4 separate regions of the Mus musculus genome follow, and all the other regions are linked to region 4. The links are chromatin contacts, called in public HiChIP or PLAC-seq and promoter capture Hi-C maps. All regions are on one chromosome and are shown on one strand. The core of a region is the stretch at or near the end of the contact, and the rest is flanking DNA. Distances in the headings are between cores, read along the strand shown.

Evidence for each region. Promoter capture Hi-C pulls out the DNA fragments that hold promoters and counts their contacts. HiChIP or PLAC-seq counts read pairs in DNA pulled down with a chosen protein or histone mark.
Region 1: a contact with region 4 is called in an H3K27ac HiChIP or PLAC-seq map of embryonic stem cells, with 6 times the contacts expected there. The contact joins the enhancer-like site here to the promoter of Six3os1 in region 4. A contact is called at or near these places in 4 of 39 promoter capture datasets (the 3T3-L1 cell line, frontonasal cranial neural crest, hematopoietic stem and progenitor cells and 1 more), 4 of 484 Hi-C or Micro-C datasets (bone marrow-derived macrophages, embryonic stem cells, lens fibers and 1 more), 17 of 115 datasets of contacts at active chromatin or transcription factors (SST interneurons, bone marrow-derived macrophages, craniofacial prominence and 10 more) and 5 of 9 other capture datasets (adipose tissue, embryonic stem cells, liver and 2 more).
Region 2: a contact with region 4 is called in a promoter capture Hi-C map of embryonic stem cells, with 2.6 times the contacts expected there. The contact joins the enhancer-like site here to the promoter of Six3os1 in region 4. A contact is called at or near these places in 8 of 39 promoter capture datasets (the 3T3-L1 cell line, the C10 cell line, embryonic stem cells and 4 more), 1 of 15 datasets of contacts at CTCF or cohesin (the NIH/3T3 cell line), 8 of 115 datasets of contacts at active chromatin or transcription factors (craniofacial prominence, embryonic basal ganglia, embryonic forebrain and 5 more) and 4 of 9 other capture datasets (adipose tissue, embryonic stem cells, liver and 1 more).
Region 3: an H3K4me3 HiChIP or PLAC-seq map of stem cell-derived neural progenitor cells shows a contact between it and region 4, with 30 read pairs. The contact joins the enhancer-like site here to the promoter of Six3os1 in region 4. A contact is called at or near these places in 2 of 39 promoter capture datasets (the 3T3-L1 cell line and liver), 1 of 484 Hi-C or Micro-C datasets (bone marrow-derived macrophages), 16 of 115 datasets of contacts at active chromatin or transcription factors (bone marrow-derived macrophages, craniofacial prominence, embryonic basal ganglia and 10 more) and 4 of 9 other capture datasets (adipose tissue, liver, macrophages and 1 more).

The regions. Positions count from the first base shown.
Region 1 is chr17:85,161,142-85,166,483 of GRCm38.p6, forward strand. All of the region lies in intron 3 of Camkmt (calmodulin-lysine N-methyltransferase), which reads left to right. Gm36826 (a long non-coding RNA gene) reads left to right here. Exons shown (of 3, transcript XR_877067.3): 3 at 897-2,820. Among named protein-coding and RNA genes, the nearest start is that of Gm36826, 5.8 kb to the left of the region's middle. Within about 2 kb of position 2,055, at least 39 of the 459 cell types and tissues checked have an H3K27ac peak or open chromatin away from gene starts, as enhancers often do. A contact at or near this core is called in embryonic stem cells, where this site is marked.
Region 2 is chr17:85,255,493-85,261,647 of GRCm38.p6, forward strand. The region is part of intron 3 of Camkmt (calmodulin-lysine N-methyltransferase); the gene reads left to right. Among named protein-coding and RNA genes, the nearest start is that of Gm36826, 100 kb to the left of the region's middle. Within about 2 kb of position 1,704, at least 29 of the 459 cell types and tissues checked have an H3K27ac peak or open chromatin away from gene starts, as enhancers often do. A contact at or near this core is called in embryonic stem cells and stem cell-derived epiblast-like cells, where this site is marked.
Region 3 is chr17:85,140,322-85,145,705 of GRCm38.p6, forward strand. The region is part of intron 3 of Camkmt (calmodulin-lysine N-methyltransferase); the gene reads left to right. Among named protein-coding and RNA genes, the nearest start is that of Gm36826, 15 kb to the right of the region's middle. Within about 2 kb of position 2,455, at least 18 of the 459 cell types and tissues checked have an H3K27ac peak or open chromatin away from gene starts, as enhancers often do. A contact at or near this core is called in embryonic stem cells, neural stem cells and stem cell-derived neural progenitor cells, where this site is marked.
Region 4 is chr17:85,616,465-85,621,888 of GRCm38.p6, forward strand. Six3os1 (SIX homeobox 3, opposite strand 1) reads right to left here and starts at 1,932. Exons shown (of 4, transcript NR_038085.1): 1 at 1,593-1,932. It overlaps Six3 (sine oculis-related homeobox 3), which reads left to right and starts at 4,370. Exons shown (of 2, transcript NM_011381.4): 1 at 4,370-5,424. The coding sequence starts at 4,776.

The DNA.
Region 1 (5,342 bases), core at 805-3,304, 460 kb before region 4:
GGTAGATAGATAGATAGATAGATAGATAGATGGATAGGTAGAAGAGATACTGATTAGTAGTAGTAGTTTGGTTAAATATAGGTTAAACAAGGTCTGTGTTCAGTGTGATCGAATTGTTGGTAGCACCCAGTCACTGTTTCCAGTATTCTGTGGCACCCAACTGAGTTTTATGATGATTTTTTTTTATGATGTTAATCTTTTGGAACTTTTTTTTGTTGTTGTTTTTTTGAGACAGGGTTTCTCTGTATAGCCCTGGCTGTCTTGGAACTCACTTTGTAGACCAGGCTGGCCTCGAACTCAGAAATCCGCCTGCCTCTGCCACCCGAGTGCTGGGATTAAAGGCGTGTGCCACCAGTGCCCAGCCATTTTGGAACATTTAAAAAAATTTTTTTATTTATTTTCTGTACATGAGTACACAGTAGCTGTCTTCAGACACACCAGAAGAGGGCATCAGATCCCATTACAGATGGTTGTGAGCCACCATGTGGTTGCTGGGAATTGAACTCAGGCCCTCTGGAAGAGCAGTGAGTGTTCTTAACCGCTGAGCCATCTCTCCAGCCCCCTTTTGAAACATTTTTTTTAAAGATTTATTTATTTATTATGTAAGTACACTGTAGCTGTCTTCAGACACTCCAGAAGAGGGTGACCCCTCTCCTCTTCTGGATCTCGTTATGGATGGTTGTGAGCCACCATGTGGTTGCTGGGATTTGAACTCAGGACCTTCGGAAGAGCAGTCAGTGCTCTTAACCGCTGAGCCATCTCTCCAGCCCCTTTTGAAACATTTTAACATTTATTTTACAGCATTTATGTAGCAATAATTTAAAAACTTTTCAAGAATAGACTCCCATTTGGAATTTTCAAGCTCATTCATCATTGTCTGCATCTTGTTACGCTAGGAAAATGACTGACAGGTGGAAATGCACAAATGCTGACTGTGTATGTGTAGCTCAGCATGCGATGTGCAACCCTGAAGAATGAACGAACGAACGAACGAACGAACAAACGAACGAACGGCCTACTTAAACTACCTTTCCCGCTCTCCCACGGTCAGGCGATGCAGTTATGAGGTAATTGAGTAGGACTCAGAGAGCTATGCCTCCTTGTTTCCTACCTTTCCCGCTCTCCCACGGTCAGGCGATGCAGTTATGAGGTAATTGAGTAGGACTCAGAGAGCTATGCCTCCTTGTTTCCTACCTTTCCCGCTCTCCCACGGTCAGGCGATGCAGTTATGAGGTAATTGAGTAGGACTCAGAGAGCTATGCCTCCTTGTTTCCTACCTTTCCCGCTCTCGCACGGTCAGGCGATGCAGTTATGAGGTAATTGAGTAGGACTCAGAGAGCTATGCCTCCTTGTTTCTAGTTTTGCTGACCTCTGGGACTTTCTTTTTAGGTCAGTTCCTTTAGGGTCACAGGGCAGAGGTCATCTCCATCAGAAAGGGGCTTAGGAACAGAGCACACTTACTTTATCCTTTTACCATGTTTGTCTAACCGGAAGTTCCTGGAGTCAAGTGATCCCTCAGCCTCTGGTCTCCTGAGTAACTGAGACTGAAGTTGTGTGTCACAGTCTCTTAAGTAGCGCATTCATTCCCTTCCCCTCGCTGCCCTCCCCTCCCTTTCTGTCCCCTCCCCTTCCCTCTTCTTTCTTTGTTGATTTTTGAGATAGACTGTCTTTATAGTCTAGGATGGCCTTGAACTTTGCCAGCCCATCCTAGGCATTCCCGTTCATGTTCCACAGATGTACCCTCACTCTCACCATTCTGTGCTATGGTTGCTGATTTTAAGCCACAAAACCTTTGTCCCTTGTTTTTTCTCATTAACCATTTTTTTTTAAATGGCATTATTTTTCCAACGAACTCCTTTTAAGTTGGAGGGGTCAGAATTCTCCCTTTATAGCTGTATTGATATTTCTGCTTTTTCTCAAAATAGCTTGTGTTACATCAGCCCTTCTGCCTGAATTCCACACCTTGAGAGAGGAATGTGCGCATTCAGTGCTGTGCCTGTCCCCACCCAGGTTACGCCCTACCCTGTCTTTGTCCCAGCTCCACTTTCTTGGTAACTTTTCCTGCTCACTTGCTGTCTGTTTAAATGTCAGAACACTTTCCCTGTGACTCAGTACATATTTATATTCCAGTCTCTTTTTCTGTTTGAGACGTCTTCATGCTCTTCATGGCTTTTGATTTGACTTGCTAGAAAATAGTTATCCTTTGCCCACATCATGAGTTTTCAGGATTATAAAACTCTTTGACCTTTAAACTATGACTAACAATCTGCTGCAATCATTGCTGGTAGGTGAGAAGATGCAGACTAAACTGTGAGTGAGCTACAAGATCAGAGTGCTGACTCTCTGGCCTGAATCTTCACCATTCTCATCGAGAGAGTAGCTCTCGTTGCCAAGGCCGTGGATCTTAATTTACTTGGTATTGTGTTGTATTCTAGCATGTTCTAGGACAAGAATATCCTCCTTCCTTCCTCTCTCTCTCTCTCTTTCTCTCTCTCTCTCTTTCTTTCCTTTCTTGAAGGTTTCTCTGTATAACCAGGTTGGCCTCGAACTCAGAGATCCAACCAGCCTGTGGTCCCCACAAGTGCTGGGATTAAAGGTGTGCAGCACCACTGCCCAGCTAAATATAGTGTTTTATGGAGTCATCAAATATACATGCTTAACTGTATAAAAAAAGCAGTTATAATTTCTTAACCCAATACAGAATAAGTAATACCCTTTAATTTGTTGAGTTTTTCTCCTGCTTCCCCCATATCTCTGTATCTATCATCTATTTTTATCTATCTATCTATCTATCTATCTATCTATCTATCTATCTATCTATCTATCCATCTCTCTATCATCTATGTATCTATCATCTATCTGTCTTATCTATTTTTAATCTATCATCTATGTATCTATCACCTATGTATCTATATATCTATGTATTTATGTATCTATGTATGTATGTATCTATCATCTATCTTATCTATTTATAATCTATCATCTAAATATCTATCATCTATGTATCTATCATCTATCACCTATCTATGTATCTATGCATCTGTGTATCTATCTATCCATCTATATCTATATATCATCTATCAAACATCTATTTATCTAATATCTATCTATCTATCTATCTATCTACCTATCTATTGCTTTATCTATCTAACATCTATCTATCTATCTATCAATTAACCATCTGTGTCTGTATCATCTCTATATATCTATAGACAAGAAGGTTTCAGTTTTCTGCTGTATCCCTCTGTCGATATCAATTAGTGAGTGCTTCTGTAGAAGGTGATTTGAAGACTTGGAACTACAAATCAGTCTGATAATTGGGTTCTATCTTTTCTATTTTGAGCCACAGTGTTCTGAGTATTTTGACACAGGAGCTTTTATACTTGAAATAATATAAAAGCAAGAGAATATTCTCTTTCATCTGCATTTCTGAGACTTAAGCTACATTTTTTCCCTTTTCTTTCCTTCAGTGTCTACTGTGTGCAGGTAACACAGGAGTGATGCAGAAGAGGCTGCCCCTCCGTAGTCCTTAAGAGAAACATCTGCTCCCTTGGTGAATGGGCATGCTGGTAGCAGCTTGGGAGATAAATCAATCTGGCCCAGTGGTTTAACTTTTCCTAAGTGAGCTTCCACCTAAGAGAAGGAACTGTACAGATGCAGGGAGGAGAAAGCTGTGTGGCTGGGCCCTGCCACCGGCCCTGTCAACATCCTCAGAGGCCAGACGGAAAGAGGGGCTCATCAGGCTCAGAGACATCAGATGGAATACCCCATAGAGCTTGCTTGCTCTGTCACTGTCTCTGTCTCTGTCCCTCTGTCTGTCTTTTTCTTTCTCTCTCTGTATGCATGCGTAAAGTAAAACTACATACATAAAACCAAAATGTACATGTGCATATGAAGCAAGATAAAATGCATATCATTTTACATCTGCTTATTGTATGTTGATGAAGGTTGATGAAGTCTTTTCACAAAACGGCCTCGGAGCCGTGTCTTCCCCACGCCCCTTGACCAGCTCGAAGCTTTCGATGCTTCCTTGCACCGTAGCGCAATGTCAGCCTCCGTCTCCAGGTTGTCTCAGAATTCTCTGGCAAACTTCTGCCAGCTTCAGAGTATAACTGAGACCTTCCCTTCCTGCTGAAGCCTCCTCCCCTTGTATTATAGCATTTGGGGCACCCAGTTATTCTTGATGTCAGCCATGCCTCCGTCTGCTGGAACTGGGGTGGTTTTTACATCGCTAACATCTGGCGTGAATCTCTTCTTCTGGGAGGTTGTAATAAATGCTTGGATGACTGAAGGAATAAGTGAATGAAAAAAAAATCCCGCCTCGTGTTCAACGCCTGCTTGGGTCCTTCCATCCCACCTCATGTTTGAAGCGTGCTGGGTCCTTCCGGCCCATCTTTTCTTTTGTGCTATTTAATCTTTTTTCTTGTCACACATTTTCCTGTCCCCCTCCAGTAGATGTTAGAGTTCAGGAAATCTGCGTTTGAAGATTTAAAATATAGTGCTTTGAACTCCTTAGAGGAAAAGCTATGAATAAATAATTAGACTCATTTCACATCAAAATCTAAAGTGTGGAAAAAAAAGTTCGTATCATTTGGTGCTTTATTCACGTGTATGGTAATCTGATGGCACATCCATTGTTAACACAGAGCTACACTGAAATATTTTACTCTCGGGGCTTTTCATGTGACAGAAGACGGCTTTTTTGAAAATGAAAAAGCTCCTGTCCCTGGCATGCCAAGTTGAAATTTGTTAGTTTTGAAAAGCGTGGATAAATATAACTGTGTTTTCCTCGGACAGTACTTGAGAAGTTCCCGCCTGCATCAGTGTTGCACATGAGCGCATACGACAGTCCTGCCGACTTTGGGGGGGTGTAAATCAGGGGTGTTGCCGAGGAGCTGCTTAGCGTTTTCCTGAGGGTGAAGTGCTTAGGTTTGGAATTTAATTGCAGGTTTTACGTTTAAGCTGTTCAGTATTATTCTCATAAAGGTTCTATACATTTCGTGCTCTGTAGTTTCACAGGCTTAGTCACCACAGTTGAAAGACATCATCTTCATAATGAAGCCAGAAATGAAAAAAGGTTGATCACGCACGGTGGCTGGCTGGGACGCTGAACAATAGCGTATGACTTCTTCATGTCTATTAAGTTAGACTGTGGGGTGTGTTTATCTTCCTGCAATGATACCGAACTGTAACAAGAAAATGTAACGCTGTGCAGCTCTGCCAGGGGGTGTGCGTCTGTTCTCACTTGGTGTGGATGGTAGGGGCTCTGTACGCTGCCTACTGGGCTCAGTCTAAAGTCATAGAACTGGGCGTGATATTGAAACAAGATACGTAAATAAAAA
Region 2 (6,155 bases), core at 454-2,953, 360 kb before region 4:
CTGCATTTAAGGTTCCTTTCCAACTGTTGGGAATTATTCATTAAGTACAGTGTGGCCCCTATGAACATTCATTTTTCACATAAGTCCTCTTAAAACCAACTAGAAAAGTCCTCTCAAAACCAACTAGAAAATCTGAAATAAGAATATTTGTGACAAGGAAAGAGTGAGGCGTGGTTAATTTGGGTACCACGTTATAACTCAGATCAGGCTAGCCTGTAACCACAGGTTCCGGAAGATCCAACACATCCGGTGTGTGGGCACCAGCATCCACGGGCTGGTCAGACCCCCCCACCCCCAGCACTCTCAGCTGCTAAGCCATCTTTCCATTCTCTGTGGTGAGAAATGTTAAGTGGTCTGACCCAATCTGATTTTTCTGTTACTTCTGGTGCTAAAATTTTCAGAATACAGAAAAATTTCAGGACTGACTGTGTTAACATTCTGTCTAAACTCTACCCCACAGTTACCTGGCAATAGCTAGATAGGTCTGGCCCACTCTAAAAGGGGCTGCTTGCCCCCCTCCTGTCTTTCTCTTGCCCTCTTGATCTCTTGCTTCTCTCTTGCTCTTGTTCCCCATCTCTCCCCATTCCTTTCCCTTCCCCCTCTCTCCACATGCTCATGGCCATGGCTGTCTTCTACTTCTCTACTCTCTCTCTCTCTCTCTCTCTCTCTCTCTCTCTCTCTGCCTTTCTCTGCCTCTACTACCCTCTTAACTCCCCTCTCCATGCCCTGAATAAATCTATTCTATACTATACCTTTGTGTGGCTGGCCCCTCAGGAGGGAAGGGATGCCTCGGCATGGGCCCGCTGAGCCATCCCCATACCATAGAACATATATCTCTTTTATCTTTTTATAAACACATCAGGTTGCAGGGTTAAGTATTTCAAATAATTAAACAATTTTTATAATGTAGAAGGTTAAGTGCGGAATTGTGCATTTCTCATGGGGTGACAGCCTCCTTAGTGGGAGTCCAGAACACTGCTTTAGTGTATGGTCCACCACATTAACTTCCCTTAGTTGTCGGCTGGTATTTAAAAGTGGAAATCCACGTGGGGCTGAGTTAGAATCCACGGTATTTTCATTTCGGTTCAGAAGATGATGTATATTGGGTAAAAGCAATGATGGAGGGGTGGCAAGAAAGTCAAATGAGCTCATGGCACCCCACGGGCTCCTGGGACAAGTCTGCCAGGCTGTGATGGCCCAGACATGGTTGTAACAACAGACCTAATGTTTTCAGTTTAATGCCCAGCTCCAGAAAAAGAGGGAGCTGGAAAGAAAATAATTTTGGTACTACATTAAATACATCCCATGCTTATTTCTAAAAATGGTGGAAGAAATGATCTCATAGGCTGGTGCTAACGGTTACCTGAATGTTTGGGCGACTCAGCAGTTCATGCAAGGGTTATTTGTTCTGCTGCTGGCTCCCAGATGCCTGTGTCTACAAGCCAAAGGGGGTTTCCAGCTGCTCGAGCCTCCGTTTTCTTTTTCTTTGTAAGCTGGTAGAGTTGATGCTTAAAGGACAAGATTCTAAATTGATTGAGTGACAAAGGAATACAGTGTTAATTAAGCTAGGCCATTGTCTTTAAAGTGGAGTCAGTACATTGGAAGTCAGATTTCTCTTCAGGTTTGGTCAAACTGCCTAAGGCTGCGACTAAGTCCTTATTAGGTTAGGGCTGCGGGGGAGCCGCCATTGTTTGCCGGTCAAAGACCGGCTTGCTGTTAAAAATCACAGCATGAGGCTTAAGCTGCTGCAACCATTATCCAGTGCTAACGCGTCCCTAAAGGTCTGCTAATAGAAGCAGAGGAAAATATCAATCTTTAGTTTTAGAACAGCTGAGTAACCTTAGCACCTGTTTATTCAGAGCAAGGCTTCCGAGATGCTTTGATGGGCATGCGGTAAGGCCCGGTACCGGTATCGATACCGCTACCGATACCGCTACCGGTGCCGCTTCCCCAGGCCACAAGAGGAAATGCAAGGGAGACTGAAGGGAAGAGGGAAAAAAAAGCATGTTTTCTTTAGCATTTTTATTTAAAGGGCAGGAGGATCAGAACTAATCTGGGATTGACTAGGGCACACGTGGTTTTTAGAAGAAAAGTTGTGTACTGGATATGGGAGCCTTGGGAAGCAGAGGCAGTAGGGTCTCTATGAGTTTAAGGCTGGCCTGGTCTACATAGGAAGTTCTAAGCCTGTCAGGACTATGTAATGAGACCCCATGTTTTGTTTTTGTTTTAAAGGATAGTTTTGTTTAATTTTCTGCAATTCATTTTGTGGCTCAACGACAATCAGTGAGGACATGCTACAGTGGGCAAAAAGCATGTTCTCTAAAGAAAGTAAAAACTCAAGTGTTCAGTAACAACCAGTTTGCGTTTACCTATCCACACATAATAAATAGAATTAGGATGTGGTGGCTACTGGCTTTCCCTTGTGAAATATGCAAGACTCTGGGATAGTATGAATTTAATTAAAGAAGGCTCTGTGCCTTACAGAAGGGAGGGAGAGGAAAGAAATTGCTGTTGCAAACTTCCTTTAGCAAGGTGTTCCAAAACATTCCCAGAGGTGCTGGGAGATACTGAACCAAGTGCTGGAGATACTGAACCAAGTACTAGGAGGTGCAGAGCTAAGTGCTAGGAGGTGCTGAACCAAGTGCTGGGAGGTGCTGAACTAAGTGCTGGGTAACTTAGAAAATACTCTCTATGACTAAAAGCATTCCACTTATAATCTTTTTACAGCCTCAAAAAAGGCTATTTTTGTATTTCCTCTCTTATTCAGTTAAATTCAAAAGCCAGTGACTATACTGAGCTTGTCCTTTTATAAGATATTAAAAACATCAAAATGTGTCATAAAATCTGTTTGTAGAGCTAGTGTACATCCAGTGTCTAGGGGAGTGGTAGCTTGTCTTCGGTCACAGAGTAAGTGACAGAACAAGGGTGGGAGGAAACCTAGAGCTCTCATATCTGCTCTACAGCCCTCTCTGTAATTAACTGTGTGAAGATGAAGGTGGCAGGGAGGGGATTATGAGCGGCCAGTTTTAATGGACAGCTTACAGATTAATAAGATTGGGGTGATAGTATTTGATTCAAAAATTAATTCAAATAGTGAAAATCTAGAAACGAGATGTATTCCAATGGCCTTCCAAGGAAGGAGTCAGAAAGATGTCCAGCTGTGCCTTTCCTAGCTTTCTCTGTGGCTGTAACATTTGCCGATATCCGGCCATACCCTTTGCATGTGGGTTTGTGAGTACTGTACACTATGAACACAGGCACACTTACCTTTGGCCGCCTTTGACCACCTCCACACCTGAGAGCTGATGTCTAGCCCTAAACTCTCTATCCTAGCCCCAGGCTGCTGTCGCCCCTGTCCTGTGCAGCCCAGTTGGTCACCTGGGTGACGAATCTCTGCGGAGGGCCGCATCAGAGCAGGCTCAGCCTCATTCTGCCACGGCCATTTCCATCACCACTCGCACTTGATCTCTTTCACATTTTATAGAATCGATAAATCTCATCCCTAAAGAGTCCAGCAGGCCTTTGATTCCTGACCTGACATTTGCTAATGCTACGCCTGATGACCTGCCACTACGGATCTGCAGCCCTGCACTCTGTGTTTGACAACACTCATAATATGAATCAATATTCAGCATTCAGTAAGTGAGCCGGGAGTCATTTCACTGCTGCAAAAGGCTGCGTTGCCCCCGGGCAGCTGTCAGAAATGGGGAGTTATTAATAGCCCTCTCTCCTCACTTAGCATAGTCAGTAGGGGTCAGGCATGAAATGATTTAATCAGTTTATGATATCTGTGACAGAGAGCACTTAAAATGTAATCACAAAATTTAGGTAGAAGTGTCCCTGGGCTGTTGTAAGGCTTTTCCCACTTAATTTTCCCTAATCCCTGTACAATGTAGTGCATACTGAAGACAGATCCTCCAACAAAGCAACATCTAACCTGTGTTGGTGTTATTTCTCCATTGGCAAACATTGTGTGTGTCTGTCTATATGTTTGTGTGTGTTTCTCTGTGTGTGTATGTCTCTGTGTATCTCTGTGTGTGTCTCTGTATGTGTCTCTGTGTCCGTGTGTCTCTGTGTGTGTGTCTCTGTGTGTGTGTCTGTGTGTGTGTCTGTGTCTATGTGTGTGTGTGTCTCTGTTTGTGTGGGTGTGTGTCTCTGTGTCTGTGTGTGTCTGTGTACTTATCCCTTTAGGATATAGGCTGTAAATACCTAAGGATAAATGAAGATAAGCCCATGGGGTTGGCGTGCCTGGCTCTGTAAATGTTTCTAGGGGAAGAGAGGGGTCTGACTGGGCAGGAGAGGGCCAAGCCAAGGTCGTCTCAAAGACAATGAGAATATCTTGGAATTCAGAGGGCATCAATATAAATGGACAAAACACCCATTCTCATAACATAAATAATTCTTAAAAAGAAAAAAGAAAGACAACATGAAAGACTAGCCTAAAGCCTTAAAGGCAGTGAGGGAAGTCATTACAGGTTCACAATTAGCAGTAGATGGAATAAGACTCATTTAGAGCCCAGGGCTTGCAATCAGGACTATCCGGGGCGCAGTCCATGCTCATACTGAAGTGTCCTCCTTTGACATCATACTCATTTCCCGGGTTTCTTATGGGAATTAAATAAGAGCTTTGATGTCAGCTCTGGCATGTGGGAGATGCTCAAATGATACGATGTCCTTCTTTTCTTATCTCTAAGGGCTTCGACCTGCTTGATTACAATGCAGCAGGAAGGTGATTCTGAACTGAAGCTCAGGTAGAAGGTGATCATTACAGCAATCGCGCCTTGTAATCTTCCCTGTTACCATCCCTGCTTCAGGCTGCAAACTGACCCCTGAGACACACGGATGGGAATTGTGTATTGTGATGGGAAAAACCTTAGATGAGAGCATTTTTCTGTTAGTCTAGGAAAGTAGATGAAAGACAAACACAAAGAATATATGCTGATTAGAGTCTTGTGGATCTAATAGTTATTAATGTTCTCTGGAAATGGCTTTAGTTCTTTTACTTAACTAATATTCACTTAGCTTAAACCCCCTTATTCAATAGTTACCAACTTAGCATCTGTATCAGGCACTTTTCTATCACTGTGATAAAACACCACGGCCAAAGAAACTTATGGAAGACAGAGTTTATCTGGACTTAAGAGTTCTAGATTGTTAGAGCCCAGGAGGGTGAGGCCAAGGCATGGATGATAGCAGGAGCGGCATGTGGAGGGCTCACTTCTGCAACCAAACACACAGAACAGAGAGAAGGAACTTGAACTACTGTGAGCCTTTAACTCTCAAAGCCTGCCTCTAGTGATCTCCCTCCAACAAGGCCAGACCTCTTTAGCCTCCACAAATAGTGCCATGAACTGGGGACCAAATATTCGAATTCATGAGACTAGGAGAGGCATTTCTTTCAAACTACCACAGTGCATTTTGTGTATTGGCATAGATTATGGGGACAATGAACTCTAGGTACCCCCTTGATTCTTGGATGGGGTAGAGTGGGAGACAACAATATGTCTGTCCATCCTTCCTCCTTCCCTTTCTCTTTGTATTTTGTTTGTTTTCCCTTTGAATCTAAAGCTCAGGGTTATCCCTTTGCCCAAGACCCTCTCTCACAGTGCTTTCGCTCTTTGCGCCTGCGTTTCTAAGGTAACGAGCCAGCATTGCACACAAGACCACAAGCCCTGGGTATTATTTTCCATATGATAAATAGAAATCCAAGATGGCAACCCAGACTCCCAGGCCTTCCGAACACATATTTTCTCCCTGGTACTCGGCCAGATGCTGTGTTCTATAGAAGGAGTTTTCAGACATAGCTAAGGCTTCACATCAATTGGCTTGTGATGGAAATTGCCTGGGTGGATCTGGCTTAATGCTGTGAACTCTTTAAACCTGGTAAGATATCAGACATGTGAAGGACCTGCTGTCTTAAAGATGGAGGGAGTCTTTTGGTAGAGAATGGAGGTGTCTCTGGGCGTGAGGAGTAACCCCTGATGACAGCAAGGCAGCCTAGGCCTACCCCACAGCTGCAAGGAGTTGAATTTTGCCAACAAGAGTGATCGTGAAAGTGGGATTTCCTCTGGGACCTCCATAGGAAAATTCCAACTGGTAAACACCTCCATGTCAGCCTCATGATTCCATAATTGGAAGCACTGGCCAGCCCAAAC
Region 3 (5,384 bases), core at 1,205-3,704, 480 kb before region 4:
TCCATCCTTGGGTACTGGGGATGGAACTCAGGTTATCAGGCTTGGTAGCAAGTGTCTTTCTTTACTGAACCATCTTACTAGTCCCCTTGTAGACTTTCAAAATACATTTATAAGCATATAAACATAAAATTGAAAGGCAGAGTGGGTCATACCATGCATTAATTAGCCTGTGCTCTCATTTTCTCTAGCATATTAAAAGATCTTGGCATATCAACCTATCATACTTCTTGTTCATCCTTTTAGTGGCCGCATAGTATTACATTATTAACCATTTCTTAATTAGATTCTCTTCCTTTTGATTGCTGTTTAACTTTTTTGACTTTCTGGTATTCTAAATATTGCCGCAGTTGTGCAGTTAGTATTTGTACTGATTTTTTATGGCTGACATAAAAGTTATCACAAACGGTGTGTTTAAATGGCATAAATGTATCATTATTCTTCTCCAAGTCAGAAATCTGACCCAGGTCCCAAGGGTGTGAGATGAAGATGTAGATAGGTGAGCACCCATTCCCAAGGGTGTGAGATGAAGATGTATATAGGTGAGCACCCATTCCCAAGGGTGTGAGGTGAAGATGTATATAGGTGAGCACCCATTCCCAAGGGTGTGAGATGAAGATGTAGATAGGTGAGCACCCATTCCCAAGGGTGTGAGGTGAAGATGTACATAGGTGAGCACCCATTCTGGAGCCCTAGGGAAGGATGACTGTCATCCCCAGCTTCCTGCTGTCCCTCCACCCACGGGCTCCTCACCACCCCCTCTACCTTCATAATGAGGAGTCAGAAGGGCACCCCTGGAAATGTTGACTTGAGGGTCTGGACACTGCTTTTGTAGTTAATGCTAGAACATTGGTAAGCTTTCCCAGACCCCCTGAACACACTGTCCATCCATCACTGGGTTCTCTAGTAGATGCAGCATTGGCTTTTATTTACACCTCAGATCTCATGTGTGTACATCTGAGGGATGTAGCCTAATTCACTCCTAGTACTTTAGGTGCATTGCAATGCAACCTGGGAAAGTAGCTGTGGGTTTCACGCTTCTACAGTACAAGAAGACACTCACCGAGAGGGAAGTTGGAGTGTGCGCTGGGAATTTCTATGTTATAGTCTGCAGCTCAGTTCGGGCCTAGCTGTGTGCTGAAAGCTAGGTAGTAATATGTTTGGTTCATAGAGGTTGCCCGTAGCCAGGGAAGGGTCCTTCTATGTGAATCTGCTAGGGATCACTAGGATAATCAACTGCACATACTCTGTTTTACAGAAGGAAATGTATTACGGTTTTGAGACTCTTGAAGTTTTTGTTGAGCCAGAAGGTTAGATTTAGGGAAGATGATCAGGCACACTGCCTGTAACATCTGGAAAGTAGCTCTGACAGATGTCTTGTTGCTGTTCCTGCTCAGCACTGAACCCAGTCTGTGCTCAGTAAGTACTAAATGCTCTCACATGGCTGCCTCTAAAATAACGAAGTCCTTCCCTTACACTCAGTAGAACAGTGCACCCCAGGGACAAGGGCCTCACCTTTGCCCGGCAATAAATGGCTCACCTGCAGGACTTGATTGGCTAAGACTGGGCATTCTTGATTTCATTCTGGAAAGAAGGAATTCACGATGTGGGAAATGTCCCAGGCTTACCAAAGAGTCCTCTGAAAGATGCATGTGACCCACAGTTTTCCATATAGTGAGCTAGAAGTGAAGCCAGACAAGTTATCTTGTAAATTGAACGAAATGGTCTTATATTATTAGATGCGTACTCCTCTTTGCCATCCCTAACATCTTTCTGGAATCTGGTGTGCACCACCATAGACTGACTAAAGATTTATGTTCTTAAATTTAATTTTTTCCCAAAGACATGCTCTCTCGATGTAGTCGTGGTTGTCTTGGATCTCACCATATAGACCAGGCTGGCCTTGAACTCACAGAGATCTGCCTGCCTGCTGCTCTTAGGTGCTGGGAATAAAGGTGTGTAGTATTACACCTGGCACATGTATAAAGACTTATTAATGGTAAGTCTAAGATGAGTTTGATAATGATACAATGTTATTTAAGTCCCCGACTTGTGCTTTGAAAATTTCCAAAGGTCCTATCCAGTTATATGGAATAAAAAACACGACAAGTCATTTTGTGTATAATTCTTGTATATGTTAATTCATAAAGCCTCAGATAGGTTTATACTTAATATTATTGTTGTCATGATTCTTTAGGCTCAGTTGTAAGAGATGGACTCTGGATATACAAAATCTGAGAGCAGTTAGGGTAAGTGTAGGTCCCTGAGGATAGTATGCACAATTTGCACCTCAAATCACTTAATTATGTATTTAAAACACAGGCTCCGTGGGGCCTGTGCTTTGGCCTGCCTTTTGGGACAGACTGCCATTTACTGTACAGCTTGCATCCTGCCAGGGTGAGCTTTCTCTACCCTCTCTGGTATCTTGTGTAAAGTTTCCCCTTTCATTCTTTCCTCTTCTCTTTAGTTGTCTAAGAGATTAACGGTCACCTCATTATCATTGCTAATCACTTCCCATCACAGTGGTCCAGAGGACCACAAAGGCAGAGAGTATTAAGTCTTTAGTCACAAAGGAAGTCATCAACTGTTTTTCTTGATCTGTGGTGCATTTTCTTGAACCCTTGCAGGGCAGAATGGCCTAAGGAAATATTTCTTGATGAGTGTGGGAGTAGATCTGCTGCTGTCACTGTGAGACCAAATATGGAAGAAAGAAGGCGAGTGGGAGGGGACAGAACAGAAGCCATTGTGGCCTTCCTGTAGCGCTTTATAGGACGTTTTACAACAGGCTCCTGTTTATAGACTTACCAAAAGTTCTTTGTTTAAAAACCTAAATATATGAATGTAAAGAACTTTTATTTATTTTTGTTGGTTGGCTTTAAGTTGCTGCAATGACACCCAGGATGTCACCTATAAGAGGCAGGGGCCCCTTTGTTCTTTGTCCCTTACTTACACTAATAATTGATGTTTCGTCACATGGTTCCCATGCATATTTCTCAGCAGGAACAGCATCCCCACTCCTTGTTGCTCTGGCTGGAATGGAAGCATCCTCAGGTTAAACCCATGAGCGAGAACAAGCAGCCCTCTGTGCCTGTCCTCGTGTCTCCATGCTTAGCTCACACAGCACCCAGGTGCAGCAGACCCAGCCCTGCATTTTCCTGTTTGCTAAGATCTAGATTTTGTTCAGAGATTAAAAAAACAAAACAAAACAAAAAACCTTTAATGTAAAAACTGCAGTCATAAAATGGTAATGCCATCTGAACCAAGAATTCCTTTCTAGAAATATGTAAATATTTTAATAACTCTAACTTCATTTTTTGGGGAAGGTGTTGTATAAAAAATTAAAAGGTGACGTTGCTACTCAAAGAGATAGTACAAAGAAAAGAAGACAATTAAAACATATCAAGGATGCTAAAGATGGGCGAACAATGATCCTGCTGTTTATAATTAAAGTTTTGTAATTTAATATTCATAACAGACTTATTGAAGGTAAAAACACTTGTTTTTCTTTGCTTTTAAACACTTGTTTTTCTCTTAAGGCATTCTTATTTTCTTCTGCTAACAAAACAAGATCCAACTTAAAGCATGTGAGTCCTGATTCATAGAACATGCTCTTGAGATTTAAAGATTTAAAGAGATTTAAAGGTCTCTTGTCTCTGACTTTTGATCATTTCTATTCCTTGTCAAGTTTTTGATTACAAAATAATAGAAATGGATACTAATTTTAGTCAAAATGGAATGTACAGAGTACTGGACAAATTCCTAAATCTGTAGGGGAGAGGAGAGGTGTGGTTAGGAAATGCACAGGAACTAGTGGACCGGGTTCTGGAACTTCTGCCAAGGTCAGCCCGCATTTGCCGATCACCCTGACCTTGAGACGCTTGTTCCCCTTTCTATAGTCATTTGTCACTTCATTTTTTGCTTCAGCTCTCTTCCTCAAGACTCAAGGCCCTCAACCTGGTGCTCATTTGGTAGAAGGTGCTAAGATATCTTATGCATTTCTAGCCCTCAGAGTTTGGTGTGGGCTGGGGGTTGGGGCATGGTACCGTTCAGTATACTGTAGGAAGCTACCCTGCCATTCATCTTTTGGTTGCCAGAGTTACGTATACTGGCTGTTGGAAAACAAACGCTCTATGTTGGTTGTTGATCTGCAGCATACATTTTAGCTGGTAGTCAGTGTTTTACTCTCACAAAGCATTGTTTCCCAGATGACACTGTAATGGAGTCTTCAATTCAGCTTTTGTAAGAGGTCAACTCCTTTTTGATGGAAGAATACATAGCATCTGTATATTTCCTGGGCTATCAGTCTATGGCTTTATTTTATTTCTTTCATGGTAAAGTGAATTGTTTTCAGAATCAGTATGCAATCATGTGTGCCTTAATTAAGGTTTCTATTGCTGTGAAGAGATGCCATGACCAAGGCAACCCTTATAAAGGACAACATTTAATTGGGGCTGGCTTACAGGTTCAGAGGTTCAGTCCATTATCGTCAATGAAGTAAGCATGGCAATGTGCAGGCAGGCTTAGCGCTGGAGAAGCTGAGAGTTCTACATCTTCTTCCAAAGGCAAATAGGAGAAGACTGGCTTCCAGGTAGCTAGCAGGAGGACCTCAAAGCCCACCCCCACAGCAACAACTCCAATATGGCCACACCTCCTAATAGTGTCACTCCCTGGGCCACGAACATTCACATTACCACAGTGTGAGAAACCACCACAGTGTGAGGATGTCCATTATACATTTAGTGCTTCTTTCTCATCTTTACTCAGTATCCCTAACCTGCAGAGTAATGCAGGCGCCGTAAGTGATGCTGGTTTGATATTCTGGAAGAGGAATGATAATATTTTTCTACTGCCTATTCTAGTTTTAACAGAATTACCCTAAAAGTAAAAAAATCATGTATATGTATGTTTATACACATATAGATATTATATACACACATATACATACCACACACACACACACCAAGGCTTCTTTAAGGGTCTGGTAGATGGGGAGGTGGTTCAGATAGTAAAGTGCCTGCTGTACAAATATGTCTGTAACCTCATTGTTGGGGGGTGGAGACAAGTGGGTCCATGGAACCCATTGGCTAGTCAGCTTAACCAATCAGTAAACTCCAAGTTGAGTAATGTAGAGAACTGTCTAGAAAGACATCCTGTGTTAACCTAGAGTTTCCACATGTACACATCCACAAGAATGGGCACATATATGTGCTCCCAAGACACTTAATTCGAATAGAAATTCAAATGCCAGTTTCAAGTCACCTCCTGTTTTTGTTGTTGTTACAGAAATACCATTTAAAATCAATTTCTGTGACCATAGTTGTCATTCTGAAACATTTTAATTCATCTTTGTGTTTCTTACATGTTTGAAACTTAGTAATATCTTAGTT
Region 4 (5,424 bases), core at 682-3,181:
GCTAGACCTAGTGGCTGTAAAATCCACTTCCCTACTTTCCCACTCACACAACCATTTTTAGCTTGCATACTCCAAGTAGCTGGCTTCTTTCTCCAGGGGCTAGATCACCGTGTAGCCAGCTAGACTGGGTTTGTGCCCACCCTCCTGGGCCCGGTGGTGGGAGGTGTTCAGGTCCTAGACGGAGCCAAACCCCTCTTGTTTGAGGATGTGGGGGGTGGAAGGGCCTTTAGCGGGCGGCGGGGCTCATTAGGCAGAGCGGGGTGCCGAGAGGTGCGCGCTGCCGGCCCCAGAGGCCGCCTTTGAGCCGTCGGGGCGGCTTCATTAAGCAGCGCTAACAAGGCGTACAAATGCCGGGCCCAGCAGCTTTTTTGCAATGGTGGGGCCTTAGCAGGGCGCCAGGCTAATGAGGGTCACTCAAAGGGGCTGATCAAATATTCAAATTTCCCCTCACGCCGGGAACTTTTATGCACCAGGAAAGTTGAGGCAACTGAGCTGTGTTTACTGTCCAGAAGGACAATTACGTGGAAGCCTGGTGCCCGGAGGCTAAAAAAGGGAGGGGATATAAGGGGGAGGGAGCAGTTGTTGTTGTTGTTTTTGTTGTTGTTGTTGTTGTTGTTCAAAGGAAAGTAATCGGAGTCCCTGAAGGGCTTCGGGGCCTCTCCGCCTGAGTACTGCGCTCCCCTGCGCCCTCCCTGGCGGTCTGCTCCAAGCTCCTTCGTTTGCAGCTTGCGGGGAGGCCCAGACCACCCGCTACCCAGCAATCTCTCTGTCTTCCAATGTCCTAGAGCCCGGAAGAGGCGTTGCCCCCAGGACAAACCTTCCTGACCGTTTGGGTCGGCTGTTCCGGGTTGAGCATGGGTGAACTGGGTGTAGCTGTCCCAGGCCTTCTGGGACTCGCTTTCCTGGGCTTTCCCTGTAGCCCCAAACAAGGAGGAAGTGTGCTTCCCGCAAAGTCCTCTGACTGTATGAGACGTTATCAAGGCTGGGTTGCAGCTGATATTTGTAAATAAATGCCCCGCAGAGCAGGACTGAACACTCCCCAATTCAAATGCTGCATTTCTCCCCGCAGATCCGGTAGGCCAGGGTTGAAGGGTGGCGACAGATTTATCTGTGCAGGTGACCTCTGTGGGTACCAATGCCATAGATCCACCAAGTCCCCAGTCCTTGAGTCTGAGAGGAGAGAGAGAGAGAGAGAGAGAGAGAGAGAGAGAGAGAGAGAGAGAAGAGATCTAGAGGCCCTACAAGCCAATCCCCTAGGGTTTTGTGGCTCTGAGAGTATCGGAGTGCAGGCGGTGCTCAGCATCCCACCCACTCTGGAAGTGCCCTGGGCTCCATTCCGAGCCCTCGCTTTACCCACCCCAGATCAGGGAGCAAAGCAGCCTGGGTCCTTTGCACCAGCTCCTCTCACCAATGCTCAGCGAATGGGATTTTGGGGAGACTCCAGAGGTTCACAGACACCCTCTCCAAAAATGCACACACCCAAACCTTTTAGATCAAGACCCTGCGGAGCCTCGGCGGGATCCAGTCCTACAAAACGCATCAGGAACCACCCGCCCCGCCTCCCTGCTCAGCTTTCAGGACTCTCAACTTACCGGCTTCGGGAGGCAGCATAGGGCTTCCGGCCTGGGCTGGAGAAGCGCAGGCAGCGTTGTGGCCAGGAGGTGGGCTCAGAGGGCGGCGCAGAGCCTTGCTTGGGGAGAGGCTCTCGGACAGTCGGGGTTGCTGCGGGCCCGAGCCGGGTAGGGTCGCGCTCAGAGCTGTGCGCCCTGCCTGCGCCCTCCTCCCGGCTTAGCGCTTACAAGGCGCGGCCGCCAGAGAACTGCAGAGCCCCGCGGGTCCACCGGAGACCAGGCACTGGAGGGAGTATAGGGCTGGCCCCGAGCAGCATCTGTGATCCTTTTGCCTCAGTTCTTCATGAGTGGCGAGGGTTTTCGATTTCAGCGCTGTCGGCACAGCCCTCGGCACCTGCCCAGCCTCCCTCCAGGCCTGGATCCCCCCCACTCGGAGGCGGGGGGTTGCGGGGATTGGGAGGGACTGGCCGGGTTCACCCGCCCGCCTGGCGCCTGGGTCCCCGGCTCCGGGGGATGCAGTTTCGGGGTCACGAGCTGCTTTCAAAAAGTTGAACACAATATTCGGAAACCCACCCGTAGGAATTCTCCCCCTCCACACGCGGCACAATACCCACTCCCCTCCCCCTTTTCATTCCTTCCTCCCCCTGCTTCCTCCTCCTGCCCCTTCTCCCTCCCACCTTTCAGTCTATAATCCTTCCCCCTACAAGAGAAAGGGGTCCGGAAGAAAAGATGAAGTGTCTGTTTTTGTGTCCCAACCTTTGGGCTCTTTCTGGGCCCGCAAAGAGCGACCGCCCAGAGCCTTGCAGTTGAGCGGAAAAGCACTCCTGGTGCAGATGAAGATGTTTGGAGAGAGAGAGAGACCGCCAAAAGTGGGGCTCGACGGATCTACCTTTTAGGGTGAACATTATTCTGCCCTGGTCAGCGAGTTTAGGCCCCTGAGCTGCCCCCTGCTAAAGAGCCAGTATAGTCCCCTAGCCTAACCCAAACATTCGGTGTCACCCTCAAACCGAGTTTGCACTCCTCGGCCCTTTAAAACCTGGCACTGTCGGATCAAGGCCTAAGAAAGATCCGAGCTTGAGATTTAGGGCCTGCGACCATTTTGGCTCCAGCCTCCAGTTGGGTTCACGTTTAAATTCTCCCACAACTTCTTTTTTTCCACTTCTCCCTCATTGAGCTCTCCTGAGTGGTGTGTACCCGGCGCCGCGCCCCCAGATCTGCATCGGAATGTAGAAAAGATCTTTTTAAAAAAAGTTTTGAATTCCTCAATGATTTTTCTTCTGGAAAGGCAGCTTAGGATAATTATTTCAGCTTTATTGAGGGCAGATTAGTTGAAGTCTGGGCGCTGCGTTTCAATACGCGTTGTACATGGGCCGACAATGTGGGCATTGTTAGCTACTGTGTGTGAATCCATTCAACATATACACTTTTTAACACCAGTCCGAATCCTGTCTAAATATACACAGTGCGTAGGGAAAGATGTCTCTGACCCGGACAAATCTGCGTAAATCACACTTCCATAGTTACAGAAGCCTCACAAAGGGAGGCCGGCCTCAAGATGCAGATTACAACTTCTCACAAGCAACATACCTAAGAATAAATAAATGCCCGGGCCTGGCCCAGAGGCTGTGGTAGCCGCAGGCAGGAAAGACACTCTGAGTTCTTTGGACAAGGGGAGTCTGTTTCAGGGTTATGATATTGCTTTATGTATGGAGAATTTTGGCTTTAATTATGTATTGTAGTTATTTACATTATGAGCTTTCAGGCCTTGGGCGCTTACTCAGGGTGGCCTCTAAAGTTTCTGTATCTTTTGGGGGATGTTGGGCATGACAGGGGTTGTACCCATGGTAGGAAAAGTGGGCATCCTCCCCTAGGTCCAGAGTCCCTAGGTTTCTGGCCTCCTGTTGCTAGTCTACCACTGTGGGAGACAGCTGAAGTCTGGGGGGTGGGGGAACAAAGAGTGGAGTTGATTTTGAAGACAGAGAAAGTGTAATGTCTCCACTGTTATAAAATGCATAGTGATGGAAAACTTCACCAATGCTTGGCTGGGAGCAGAACTGTGCAATGGTGTGGAAAGAGTTGGGAAATGTAGTCCAAGGGCACTGACTGGCCAGGAAAGCCTCATAGCCTCCTGCTTGTTAATCTTAGCCCTGGCTTCAACTCCCTATGTACCATATTCTGTCTCCCAGATCTAGGCTCCCCCAGCAGCTTGCTACGGTGACTATGCAGTGAGCCTCGTCATCTCTCCTCTTTCTTCCTGACCAGTGGTCACATAGACAGAAGGAGGTGGCTGAGATACCATGTGCAAACCTTGCCAGGTCACCTGATCCCCAGCCTCATCTAAGGCTGCCTGGTGCTCCTGAGGCTGGAGTCTCTTCCTAACCCCAAACACTCCGTGTAACGAATAGCTCGCTGCATTCAACTACTCTACTCCTATTCCTTTTCGAATTTTTGATCAAAACTTCTTTGAGCAAGAGGAGGAGGAAGAGGAGAGAGAAAGAGAGAGAGAGAGAGAGAGAGAGAGAGAGAGAGAGAGAGAGAGAGGATATTAAGAGTTGCAAAGATTTTTTTTAATTCTGTTTCGCCCTCTTCTCCCTCACCCCCCCCCCCTCCGGCTAAGTGGTAAAACCGTCCTTACGTTCTCAGTATTGATTGGCAGGGCTGACAGTGATTGGCAGTGGTTGCCGTGGCAACGCCACAACGACACGCCACAGACCAATAGAAAAGCGAAACAAAATGTTTCAATGCTGCACTCACTGTGGATTTAGGGGAGATATTATGAGGCTGTTGTCATTAGGGCGATTGCTGTGGAATCGCTGAATCTTGACTCGGCCGTGGTTGGCTCTCGCTCTCCTCTCTCCCTCTCCCTCTCTCTGCCTCGGGCTCGCGCTCTCTCTCTCTCTCTCTCTCTCTCTCTCTCTCTCTCTCTCTCTCTCTCTCTCTCTCTCTGCGCGCGCGCACCGGGCCGCTCTCCTTCCTCCCTCTCTATGTGGCTGCGCGGGTGTGTGTGTATGTGGATGTGTGTGGGGTGTGGGTGTCCCTTACGTCCTTCCTCCTCCCCCTCCTTCTCCTTCTGCTCCCCCCTCCTTTCCATCTCCTCCTCCCCCCTCTCCTCTCCCTCCTCCTGGTCCTCATCGCCCCTCTCCTCCTCTTCCTCCCCTCTCTCTTCCTCTCCCTGAATTTTTTCCTCTCCTCTCAGGTCAGTCCATGGTATTCCGCTCCCCCCTAGATCTCTATTCCTCCCACTTCTTGTTGCCAAACTTCGCCGATTCTCACCACTGCTCCCTACTTCTGGCGAGTAGCGGCGGCGGGAGCGGTGCGAGCGGCGGCGGCGGCGGCGCGGGAGGAGGCGGCGGCGGGAACCGTGCGGGAGGCGGCGGTGCTGGCGGAGCAGGCGGCGGCAGCGGCGGCGGCGGCTCCAGGGCCCCCCCGGAAGAGTTGTCCATGTTCCAGTTGCCCACCCTCAACTTCTCGCCGGAGCAGGTGGCCAGCGTCTGCGAGACGCTGGAGGAGACGGGCGACATCGAGCGGCTGGGCCGCTTCCTCTGGTCGCTGCCCGTGGCCCCCGGGGCGTGCGAGGCCATCAACAAACACGAGTCGATCCTGCGCGCGCGCGCTGTCGTCGCCTTCCACACCGGCAACTTCCGCGACCTGTACCACATCCTGGAGAACCACAAGTTCACTAAGGAGTCTCACGGCAAGCTGCAAGCCATGTGGCTCGAGGCGCACTACCAGGAGGCCGAGAAGCTGCGCGGCCGCCCGCTCGGCCCGGTGGACAAGTACCGCGTGCGCAAGAAGTTCCCTCTGCCGCGCACCATCTGGGATGGCGAGCAGAAGACCCATTGCTTCAAGGAGC